2 separate regions of the Oryctolagus cuniculus genome follow, and region 1 is linked to region 2. Evidence: chromatin contacts called from public Micro-C data. All regions are on one chromosome and are shown on one strand. Each heading gives the region's core, a stretch centred on a gene start, on an enhancer-like site or on the middle of the called end of the contact. The rest is flanking DNA. Distances are from core to core; before and after follow the strand shown. Region 1 holds the start of TMEM242 (transmembrane protein 242). Region 2 overlaps ZDHHC14 (zinc finger DHHC-type palmitoyltransferase 14).

Region 1 (5,858 bases), core at 1,247-3,746, 170 kb after region 2:
TATGTATAAGGGGAAGCAGTAAGGCTTGGTCTTTGGAACTTCAACAAGCTAGCTCAGTATTACCAGTGCAAAGGGCCCTTTCAGGCACTGAGGGGTCCAAGGGTCAAACGCTTCCGCAGGAGCGCATCCACGAAGAAATGAGAACTGAACAGAGGCTCTCAGTCCCGACTCATAATCCTTACCCTCACGGAGCTTTTAAACCATTCCCTGCCCTCCACCTCAGAGCCTTAATCTCCAGGGGAGGTCCTGGGCATCTATTTTATTCTTTAAAGATTTATTTATTTCCTTGAGAGAGCGAGAGCGGGAGAGGGAGAGGGAGAGAGGTGTCTTCCATCTGCTGGTTCATTTCCCAAATGGCAGCAATGGCCGGAGCTGGGCTGTTCCAAAACCAGGAGCCAGGAGCTTCTTCCGAGTCTCCCACGTAGATGCAGAGGCCCGAGTACCTGGGCCATCTTCTATTGCTTTCCCAGGCACATTAACATGGAGCTGGATCAGAAGTGGAGCAGTCAGGACTCACATCGGCACCCATATGGGATGCCGGCACCACAGGCAGTGGGCACAGTGCCGGCCCCTGGGCATCTGTTATTTTTAAAAATCTCAAAGAATTCTACTAAAACAGTAGTGCAATCAAAGGTGACAATAATTAGAGCTAATATTTATGGAGTACTTCTTTGTGCCAGGCTTTGTGCTAACTTCTCTATTGCACATTGCTTCATATAATTCTCACAGCAACTCTATGAGGTGGTGCTATGGTGCACTTCAAAAACTTGACATTGAATTTCCACAGTGATAGTATCGGGAGGTACTTCTGCCATGGGGACTCTGCCCTCATGAGCAGACTACTGCTGTTATTACAGGAGCAGGGGTGTGATGAATTCTGATGAGCTCTGGCCTCTCCCCTGCCCCCCATCTTGTAATGCCTTCCACATGTGATGCAGTTCATAAGCCCTCACCAGGTTCAGCCCCTCAGCCTTGAACTTCCCAGCCTCCAGAACTGAGTGGAATAAGCTGTTTCCATTTACAGTACATCCAGTCTATGCTGGTGTTAGCAGTAGAAAACAGACTAAGACAAGGAAGCTCTTTCCTTTTTTTTTATTATTATTATTTTTGACAGGCAGAGTGGAAAGTGAGAGAAAGAGACAGAGAGAAAGGTCTTCCTTTGCCGTTGGTTCACCCTCCAATGGCTGCCGCGGCCGGCGTGCTGCGGCCGGCACACAGCACTGATCCGATGGCAGGAGCCAGGTGCTTCTCCTGGTCTCCCATGGGGTGCAGGGCCCAAGCACTTGGGCCATCCTCTACTGCACTCCCTGGCCACAGCAGAGAGCTGGCCTGGAAGAAGGGCAACCGGGACAGAATCCGGCGCCCCGAAGGGAACTAGAACCCGGTGTGCCGGTGCCGCAAGCCTTCCTTTATTTTACAGTTGAGGAGTTTGAGATCTGGAGAAACCAAGTAACCCCAAGGTGACAAAGCTAAGATGTAGTTTAGGGCCTGTACTCAGGTTTTAAGTTACTATCATCATTATTAAACTTTATTTATTCGAAAGGCAGAGTGACAGAGAGAGGGAGAGACAGAAAAAGAGATCTTCCATCCGCTGGTTCACTCCCCAAATGATCCTAATGGCTGGGACTGAGCCAGGAGGAAGCCTCTGGGTCTCCCACATGGGTGCAGGGGCCCAAGCACTTGGCATCCTCAGCTGCTTTCCCAGGTGCACCAGCAGGGAGCTGGCTGGGGAGCAGAGCAGCTGGGATGCCAGCCAGCGCTCCTAGGGGATGCCAGCCACCGAGGCAGCGCTTCGCGCACTGCACCAACAATGGCTGGCCCCAGATTTCAGCTATTACCTGCATTTAAAAGGAATACATTCGTTTACTCATTCATCCAACATGCATTTATGACGCACGACAGACAACTCGCTGGAAGCTGAGAAATATAAAAATGAATGTGGGTCCCCACCCCTCCTCAGGAAACTCCTGCCCCAGAGTGTTGGGGGCAGAGAAAGACAGGCAGAGCGCCGCATTGTCTTCGGACGCCCGGGTCTTAGGCCCCTCAGAAGCCAGGCCTGTCCCCGTGCAAGACCTTAGCGCCCCCGCCCCGGGGCTGGCACCCCACGCTGGCCGGGCTGCCCAGGCTTCCCAGAAGGTCCGCTCTCCCCAGGGAGGACCGCTAGCGAATTTCCAGGAGGACGGCAGAGAAGAGACCAGGGCCTGCTTTGGTTCCAGCATCCTCCAACCAGCTGGGGCTGGGAACCTGGGGCCATCAGCGACCCCCGGTGCCTCCTGGAGTCAGGGTTCTGCATTCTTTCAAACCAGGCAAGTAATTATTGAAACCCTGCGATAGGCGGCGAGGACGCCGCCTGCAGCCCCTACATACCTTCTGCCCCCCCACCCCCACCCCCGGCCCCGCCGCAGCGCGAGCGGGAAGATTTGGGGACCCCGGCCGGACTCCGGACCCGTCTTCAAGTTGCACAGGGACGCGCGGCCGCGGAACCTTTCTCCTCCGCCTCGCTCTCGCTTCCACCCGGGCCCGGTTGGGAGCGGACTCGGTGGTGGGGGACTTAAAACATGGACACCGCGGGCGCTGGGGCTGCGCCGGCCAGGGCTCGGCTGGAGGCCCCGGGACCTGCGGACGACCGGCTTTTCGTGGTGAAAGGTGAACCGCGGTGCGGGCTTCCGGGTGGAGGGGTGATCGCGCTCTGCGGGCGGCGGCCGGGTCGCGTGGCCTCGGGTCTCCCGCGAGCTCGTCTCCCCTGAGGGCCGTATTCCCCTATCCCCTCAGCGATTTGTCCCTCGCCCTGCCTTTTGTGGCTGCTGCCGTTTCTCTTCTCCTCCCCGGGAGAAACGTGGCTCCGCGGTCCTGGGGGAGAGGGGACGGGAACCTGCGTCCCTCGTCCGCACTGGAGAGCGACGCCCCCGAGTGACCGCAGGAGCCACAGGTCACGAAGGTGTCGCAGCGTTCTCCTCTCCAATAACATGGGGCCGTGACGTCTCGAATTTCTAGAGTGACTTTGAATGAGATTCTATTAGTACCTGAGACTTGTGTGCATCTTTTTAACGTTTTTTTTTTTTTTAACTCTCCCCTCCCCAAACGCCTGGCAGGTGGAATTTTCCTCGGCACCGTTGCTGCAGTGGGAATGTTAGCTGGATTTGTTACGACGTTATCGTTGGCTAAAAAGAAAAGCCCTGAATGGTTCAATAAGGTTTGTGGCACAAACCCGCTCATAGCATTTGTGTGGTTTACAATAAATAGCTTTTTTTTTTTTTTTTTTTGCATAAAGAAAATGTGGGTGACCTTATATCTTGCATTACGAAGTAAACTTGGGAGACGGTGCTGTGGCAAAGCAGTTAAAGCCGCCGATGGCCTGGGAAGGCAGCGGAAGAAACCCAAGTGCTTGGGCTCCTGCACCCGAGTGGGAGGCCTGGAGGAGGCTCCTGGCTCCCGACTTCGCTGACATTTAGAGAGAGAGCCACGGCCAATGGGTGGGAGATCTTGCTCTCTCTGTGTAACTCTGCCTTTCAAATAAATAAATTAAAAAAAAAAAAAGGTAAAAGATGCATGCATCTTTCCAGAAGCTGCCTTATTACGTGAACCTGAATCTGTAGCTCACGGACTCCAGAAGCACACGCGTTGACAGGCCTTGTTTCCATCTAAAACATGTACTCCTTTTTTGTGTTTTCTTACACTTTGAAAAAGATCTAGTACATCTCCTGTTCACAGCATGACTTTGAATGTAAATCCAGGTCATCCACTGTGAAGTGTAAGAGGCCCCAATATTTTATGTACTATTTAGAAAGAAAAAATGGTGGCAACTAAACTCTGACACTGCTCATTGCGTGAGGAGAAAGTGCATCCTGGGGTCGTGGAAGTGCACGTCAGCTTCCGAGTACAGGGATCGTACGTGTTCACTGCCGCGGACTGTGGCTCTGGAAAAGTGCCCGACACATAGTAGGTGCGCAGTGAAATTCGGTGGCACGGCTGTTATCCACCAAGGGCAGAAAATCCTCACTCCTTGAGCAAGATCGAGCAGCTGCTCTCTGGGGTGGTGAACCTCATTTCCCCGTTGCTGAGACGTTTTCTTAGCCTTCACGTGCAGTTCCATTCACATGCTGCCTGATGGCAGGGGTCGGCGCTGAGGAATGTGCCTGGGCAGTTTGGTTGTGTTTGGGCATCAGGCTGTGCTTACACTAACGTGAGCTGGCTGTGGCGTTCTTCAGCGGTAGCATCTTCTGGGGCCTCCGTGGTGTACGTGGTCTGTTGACCAGAAAGTCAGTGCTGTGCACGACTGTACTTGTTATGAGTGTCCTGTACCTGCCCCCACCCCTGTTGGTCTTATGTATCAGTGCTTCACTGTGTCCACACACGTTTACTTGGAATCTGTCATGTGGCAGGCACTCTGCCAGCCTTGTGGGCTGCACAGAGGAACAGTTACCTGCTTCCCAGGAAGTTGACTGTCTGGGGTGGGGGACAAATATTGAATATTCCCACAGATAACTATGTAATGATCATTTGTTACCAGCTATGAAGGAAAAGTGTTATAGTGACAAATCATAAACCAAATTCCTTTTCTACACACATATATTTAATATTTGTTTATTTGAAAGGCAGAGTTAGAGAGCGAGCTTCCATCCGGTGGTTCATTCCCCAAATACTCACAGTAGTCAGGGCTAGGCCAGGGTGGCAGGGGTCCAAGCACCAGCGCTCATATGGGATGCCGGTGTCACAGGTGGTGGCTTAACCCACTAAGCCACAATGCCAGCTCCTGTATTTATCTATTAAAATAACATGTCTGGATCCTGTAATGGCAAAAGACCACATGGGTTTTTGTCATCGTTTTGAGAGGCAGAGAGAGCTGCGTCTACTGCCTGGTTCACTTCCTAAATGCCTGGGATGGACCAGTTACTTAAGGCAACACCGCTGCCTTCTGTGGTCTGCACTAGCAGGAAGCTGAAGTCAGGAGCCGGAGGAAAGACTCAGGCTCCGACACACATGTCTTTTTGAACAGCAGACAGAGACAGAGAAACAGAGGCAGAGATCTTCTGTCCACTGGTTCACTCCCCCAGTGCCCAGAACAGCTAGAGCTGGACCAGGCTAACGTCAGGAGCCCAGAACTCAGGCTGGATCTTCCATGTGAGTGGTAGGAGCTTCAATATTGGAGCCATCTCCTTTTACTTCCTAGGGTGTGCATTGGCATGGAGCTGGAATCAGAAGTAGAGTAGTCAGGATTTCAAACCCACCACTGATATGGATGCAGGCATTTTAACTGCCAAACCATTCTCTTGCCCCTGTTACGAGCACTTTCTTTCTTTCTTTCTTTCTTTCTTTTTTTTTTTTTTTTTGTTTAGACAGGCAGAGTTAGACAGTGAGAGAGAGAGAGACAGAGATAAAGGTCTTCCTTCCGTTGGTTCATCCCCCAAATGGCTACGGCCAGCGCGCTGTGCCAATCCAAAGCCAGGAGCCAGGTGCTTCCTCCTGGTCTCCCATGGGGTGCAGGGCCCAAGCACTTGGACCATCCTCCACTGCACTCCCGGGCCACAGCAGAGAGCTGGCCTGGAAGAGGGGCAACCGGGACAGAATCCGGCGCCCCGACTGGGACTAGAACCCTGGGTGCCAGCGCCGCAGGCAGAGAATTAGCCAAGTGAGCCATGGCGCCGGCCACAAGCACTTTCAAAATAATACTAAGATATTTCAATTGATGGTACAGAAGCAGTGGTATAAGGCATTGCTGGTGCCTTCATATAACCAAGCCAGAGGCATCTAACTATGCTAGTAGTCATTGCGTTCTTCATTACAGTGTACCTATAACTTTATTTATTTATTTATTTTAAACAATTTATTTTATTTATTCTAAAGGCAGAGTTACAGAG
Region 2 (6,188 bases), core at 402-2,901:
AGCAGGGCATGGCACGTCACAGTCAAAGGCACGCAAGCAGCCTCCCCTGACCTCCGGCCTCAGCATCTTGGAAACATTAAGATTTGAAAAGGCTCTCACATGATTAAGTCCAGCCCACTCATCTCCCAGCTGAAGCCACGGAGGCTCGGGGTGAGGAAGCTAAGTGTCCATGGCAGCCCAAGGGTCAAGGGCGAGCCATGACCCTGAAAACAAGTATGTTCCAAACCCACGTAAGGTCTCGCCTTGGGGCCAGTGTTGTGGCCCAGTGGGATAAGCCTCTGCCCGTGACCTAGGCATCCATAGGCGCTCTGGCTCTAGTCCTGGCTGCTCCACTTCCGATCCAGCTGCCTGCCAATGCACCTGGGAAAGCAGTGGAAGATGGCCCAAGTGCTTGGGCCCCTGCACCCACGTGGGAGACCTAGAAAAAACTCCTGGTTCCTGGCTTTGGCCTGACCCAATCCCAGCCATTGTGGCTATTTGGGGAGTGCACCAGTGTATGGCAGATCTCTTTCTCTCCCTTGCCTCGAACTCTGCCTTTCAAATAAAAAATTAAAAACATTTTTTTTAAAAAAAAGATCCCTCCTTGATGCTGGTTCTTGGCTGGCACTAAAGCCCTGTTATCTGAGTGTGGCTTGTTGCTGACAGAATGGAGGCCCCAGCCTGTGACGGTGGATGAGGACCAGTTCCCCTAGGGTGTCCCCGGCCAAGGACGGGGTTGCAGCACTTGTGTGAGCAGGTCCACTGCCAGCCAAGATGGTGGACCTGCAGTGGCCAGAGCCCAGGTGGCCACGTCCCAGGAAAGGCTTCTTAGCCCACATGCCCGAGACGCACAGGACAGTATCCCTGAGCCGGGAGAGAAGCTCTCTGGCAGAGAGCCACGCGCCACAGAGCTGACCCGATGGTGCCCTCGGCCTCAGCGTCACATCCGAGCTCAGGCTGTCCTGGGTCGTTTCTAACAGCTGTGGGCCCACGGCTTGGCAAGGAGCTCTCATGCTGCTGACCGCTTCCCCAGAACACACATCTGCTTGGCGTGCTAACCCTCTCCTGTGTGCACAGGGTCCCCACCCCCGCCGGGAACAGCCCTGAGTGGATGCTGCCAGCCCCGAGACGCCGTCTCCTGCTGGGCTGCGGTGCTGTTTATCTGCCTGTGCGCTGGCCTCCAGCACGAGGTCATGGGCCCGCCTGTGGTCTCCGGATGGTTATCTACTCTGTGGGACCCGTGGGACTCCTGCCCCCTGCCACGTTTCCTTCCTGCCTCCTAGTGGACTGGGAGCGCCCGTTTCCTCCACAGGGCTGTTGGCAGAGGAGGAAGAGAGAGGAAGGAAAGGGAGGCTTGGCAAGGCTGGGTTTCCCTCTCCAACCTGGCCGGTGCTCAGAGCCCAGAGAAGAGAGCAGAGGGAGCTGGAGCCCCACGGAAGGGCCAGAAACCCAAACACAGCTGGGAGGGCTGATTCCGCGGGAACCATGGCCAAGCCCGGCACACACGCAGACTTCCTCAAGGCAAGCGGCACTCCCGCGCTGAGAGGGCGAGGGCGACAAGGGAGCACAGAGGCAGCCATCAGAACCTGTTCAGTGTTCCAGAAAACAATCTGGGGGTGGGAGAGAAGAAAGAGGAGGATCAGAGAGAGAGAGAGAGAACGAGGGAGTAGGAGGCGGTGGGGGGAGGGGGGCTTGGGAGATGACTCAGATGTTGGGAGAAAGCTGTACGAATCCCACTACTGCTGCCACCCCCGAGCGTGGGTGCTGGGAAGAGTAGAGCTGGAGGCCACTGACCACCCAGAGCACACGGTCATTTTCTTGGCCTGAGTCTCCTTCATTCGTGTGTGCATCCAAAGTGCCTGCCCCGTGCCAGGTGTCGCGCTGGTACCAGGGGTACAGAGGCGGGCCGTGGTGGGGGCAGCAGTGGGAGGTGTCCTCACTCACGGGGCTCACTGCGGGGTGGGAGAGACTCAGGTGAGCAGTCACGAGAGCTAAGGGACACGCGCCTCCCCGAGTGTGCACCTACATCTGGGGGCGCCACTGCATCCAGAGCCGGACCCCAAACTCTAGCTCTGCCCCTGCCTCGCTGCTGCACTGAGAACACGCCAGGCCTTTGCTTCTGGAGCACAGATGCCTGCAACGTCGCAGCCAGAGCGTCCCTGCTCCCCTTCCCTCCACTCCCTACTTATGGCCATCTCATCTAAGGTCAGACCCCTCTGGACGGGCCAATCTGGCACACCTCACCTGCCTGTCGCCCCATGACTGCTCTCAGCACCAATATGACCTTTACAGGGTTGAAGTTATGGATTCCTCATTCCACATTGTCAACTGCACAAGGGCAGGGCCTTTCTGTCACTCACTGCAACATTTCCAGGAGCTGGAACAATGGCATCATTCAGGGGACACTCATCAGAGTGCCCTTTCTGCGCCAGCTGCCCGACCCCCAAGATGTAGGATCTGCCCCAAGGGTCACTGGCCAATCATAGAACTGGCTGAGCCACTGGGTCAGAGAGCCCCCTCTGAGGGCAGGGAGCAGACAGATAGGAAAAGGCACCCATGTTTTCTGGACATGTTTTCTGGCCGGGAGGCTGGAACTCCGGGTCAAGTGCAGGGGCCAGGCAGAAGCTGGGGAGGTGGTGCCAGATAGGGTCTGAACCCGGAGAGGAGCCGTCTGGCCCCAGCACCAAGGATGCCCCTGCGCTCCCGAGGGAGGTGCTGGTGGTTTAGACTCAAGTGGTGGCAGAGGGGATGAGAGGAGGCTGATTTCCTCCACGGGGGTGAGGATGACAGCTGTGCCCACCTGCATGGCTGGGGCCCGAGTCAATGCCAGGCACTCAGGCAGCACCCGGCTGAGGGCGAGGGGGCGGTGGCTGTCGGCACTGGTGCACTCAGACTGCTGGGCGGCCCTGGTGGAGAAGCAGGAGGCCTCCCCAGTCGCTGAGCGTGAGGCTTGGAGCACTTCTGCAAACAAACAGCGACTGTGCGCAAGAGCTCAGTACATAATCAAGATGACTCACCCTGAGGACTGCGACCCGTCTGGGACACCTGCCGCTTGCACGCTCTACCCCTCAGACACTCTCGGCCAACCCGTGCCCACGCTGCATACGAGTGCATCCTTGTGTCTGCCCCTTGAGGGAGCCAGAGCTGTGAATGGGGGTGCCAGCCACTTGTGAATAAAGTACCTCCCTAGTGAGACTTGAGCCAAAGCAAGGGAGGGGTTGGAGGCCTGGGGACTCCCCATGAAAATGGCTGACTTGAGCCTTTGATGTCTGAGTTTCACAAATTACCTGTTAATGTAGAAATCCGCACTCAGCTCCTTCACAGAAGTTGATGCTACAGCTTCCCCACTTACAGTCTTTCGAATGCATCTCCGTTCTTCTCATTTCCAGGAACTCTACCCCAGCCACTCCATCATCCCATAAATATTCATTGAACACCCACCACATGCAAAGCAGCGCGCTGTGGAGGGGCACGGAGTCCACACGGATCCTGCCCTCGACTCGCAGAAGAACAAAGAGACAGCTCAGAAAGCAGACTCCATGCTCACCAAAGACAGAAACCTCAGGGAGGAGGGGAGGGGGAGGGAGCCGATGGGTGGAGGGGTCCTGGGCGTGCTCCACCCGGGCTAGCATTCCACACCACCCATTTTTTTTTTTTTTTAAAGATCTATTTATTTATTTGAAAGTCAGAGTTACACAGAGAGAGGAGAGGCAGAAAGACAGAAGTCTTCCATCCGATGGTTCACTCCCCAGATGGCCACAAAGGCCGGAGCTGCGCCGATCCAAAGCCAGGAGCCAGGAGCTTCCTCTGGGTCTCTCACACAGGTGCAGGGGCTCAAGGACTTGAGCCATCTTCTACTGCTTTCCCAGGCCAGAGCAGAGAGCTGGAGTGGAAGAGGAGCAGCCAGGACTAGAACTAGCGCCCATATGGGATGCCGGCGCTTCAGGCCAGGGTGTTAACCCACTGCACCACAGCGCCAGCCCCACCACCCATCTTTTAACACCCAAGTCCCTTGAATGTGGCCTGGGGACCTCCAGGCAGGGCAATAAAAGGTGCCTGCATGAAGGAGAAAAGTGGCCTGGACAGCAGCACCTTGACCGTGGTCATAACCCGCCACGTGTCCTCCTCTCCCCTGTGTGTCTTACTTGCAACATTAAGATTAAAATCAGGGGGGCCAGCGCTGTGGCGTAGTAGGGTCAGCCTCCGCCTGAGGTGCCAGCATCCCATATGGGCATCGGTTCATGTCCCAGCTGCTCCTCTTCTGTCCAGCTCTCTGCTATGGCCTGGGAAAGCAGTGGGAGATGGCCCAAGAGTTTGGGTTCCTGCACCTGCGTGGGAGACCTGGAAGAAGCTCCTGGCTCAGCTCCGGCCATTGCAGCCATTTGGGGAGAGAACCGATAGACAGAAGACCTCTCTGTCTCCCTCTTTCTGTAACTCTAGCTCAAAGAAATAAATAAAATCTTTTAAAATAAATTGAAATCGGATGATTTGTGTAAGGCCTCCTCCACCAGGGGTCCTGGCAACTGCAGGCATTCAAGGCTCAGGAGTCATCACCGTTATCACCACTCCCTGTCCTGGTCTGGCTTCACTCCTGCACTGCCCTGACCCAGGACCTTCCTTGTCTTACTCGCCTGCCCTACCAGGCAGCAGCACTGGAGTGCCCCTGAATCTAACTCAAATTCAACGTCCCCTAGAGATTGGTGGTCCTTGACTGAGGGAACCCGCCACAGACTCTGCCGTGCCTCTCATATACAGCCCATGTAATGTTAGCCATTTGATTCCTGTAGAATTTTCTGGATGGTCACGAGTGGTAATTAGCTGATGGCTTAAGGGAGGTCTGCCTGCCTCTCTAGCCAGAGTGAAAGCTTCCTGAGGCCAAGGTCCCATCCACTGGTCCATCATCGCTTGCAGACCCCGTGCCTCGCCACGCACTGGAAGTGGACTATGCACCTGCAAATTGCTTTTTCAAATATTAAGCAGATGAGATTATCCAAGTAGTTTTCCTAATTCAGTTTCAAGCACTGAAGACAGGATTGGGGAACTCTAAACACACCACGACTCTACCTGTTTAGAGACAACCCAAGTAATGCTTCACTCCCCACCCCCACTGCCCACAGAGCCCTGGTTCTGCTCCTCCTCTCCTCACCAACTCCTGGTCCCACCGTCCACTGCGCTGATCTATCTAGAAACCTTGGGGTCACGTGTGATCCCTCCCTTTCTTCCCCTCGGCCACCCTATCCCACTGCCAGGAGAGAGGCTACACCTCCCAGCCCTGTGCCCCTCTCACCTCTCCGGCTGGCACCACTGCCTCTCCCTGGACTGTGGCAGTGCCACCCTCCCTGTTTTCCTTCTGCACCCTGCCCAGCCAGCCCAATCCTCTCTGACTAGCCAGAGAGAGCTTTCAAAACCACACCTCCCCTCCTAATTGTTATTAGTAAGATAAAAATCCTCCTGTGGCTTCCCATCGCCCTGCGAGGAAACTCATGAGCTCAGCTCCACAGCCTGCACCTTGACTCGTGCAGGCTCCCCAGGCTCCTCTGCAGGTGCACGTCCAGGTCCCTCTCCCAGGCCTTGCCCACTAGCCCTGGCTACACTGACTCTTGCAACTGCTGACCCATCCACCACCCTGGTGGCCCTCCCTCGACCTCAGGCCTCAGCCTTCATGGAGGGGATCCCAATCCACCTCCACACACTTTTCTTCATCTCTGCCCTGGGGCTTCCTTTGTCCCCCTATGCCATTGCTGTGTTGGCTCATCTGCCCTCAGCCACAGCTCTCCCTAGACTGTGAGCTCCACAAGGGAGGGGATCACGTGTGTCAGTCCCTATCAAACACCAGCAAGCATTCGCAAGCACTCGCAAGCACCCGCTGAATGCATGCAGACACCTAAACCGTGACAGCTTCTCTGGGCAAGTGCCCTTGTATGTCTGGGGACTTCACAGGCCAATCAGACAGCAGAGTCTACAGCCTGGGATGGGACCCTCTTGTCGACAGACCCACACCAGTGAGCGGCAGGCATTTGGCTCAGCAGTTAAGATGCCCAGCCCCACGCCAGAGTGCCTGTTCTAATGCTGCCTGCGGCTCCCGACTCCAGCTTCCTGCTAGTGTAGATCCCAGGAGGCGGTGATGATGGCTCAAGTGATTGGGTTCCACCCAGCACTGTCGGAGACCTGGCCTGAGTTCCAGGTCCTGGCTTGGGCCTCCACTCAGC

The links. Hi-C and Micro-C count contacts between places; a contact is called where the count stands out from the background.
Region 1: a contact with region 2 is called in a Micro-C map of ear pinna, with 2.0 times the contacts expected there. The contact joins the promoter of TMEM242 here to the enhancer-like site in region 2. A contact is called at or near these places in 2 of 6 Hi-C or Micro-C datasets (ear pinna and an unstated tissue).

What each region holds. Positions count from the first base shown.
Region 1 is chr5:10,299,267-10,305,124 of mOryCun1.1, forward strand. It overlaps TMEM242 (transmembrane protein 242), which reads left to right and starts at 2,497. Exons shown (of 4, transcript XM_002714955.5): 1 at 2,497-2,646; 2 at 3,093-3,193. The coding sequence starts at 2,559.
Region 2 is chr5:10,129,675-10,135,862 of mOryCun1.1, forward strand. All of the region lies in intron 1 of ZDHHC14 (zinc finger DHHC-type palmitoyltransferase 14), which reads right to left. Among named protein-coding and RNA genes, the nearest start is that of ZDHHC14, 110 kb to the right of the region's middle. Within about 2 kb of position 1,652, at least 3 of the 8 cell types and tissues checked have an H3K27ac peak or open chromatin away from gene starts, as enhancers often do. A contact at or near this core is called in ear pinna, where this site is marked.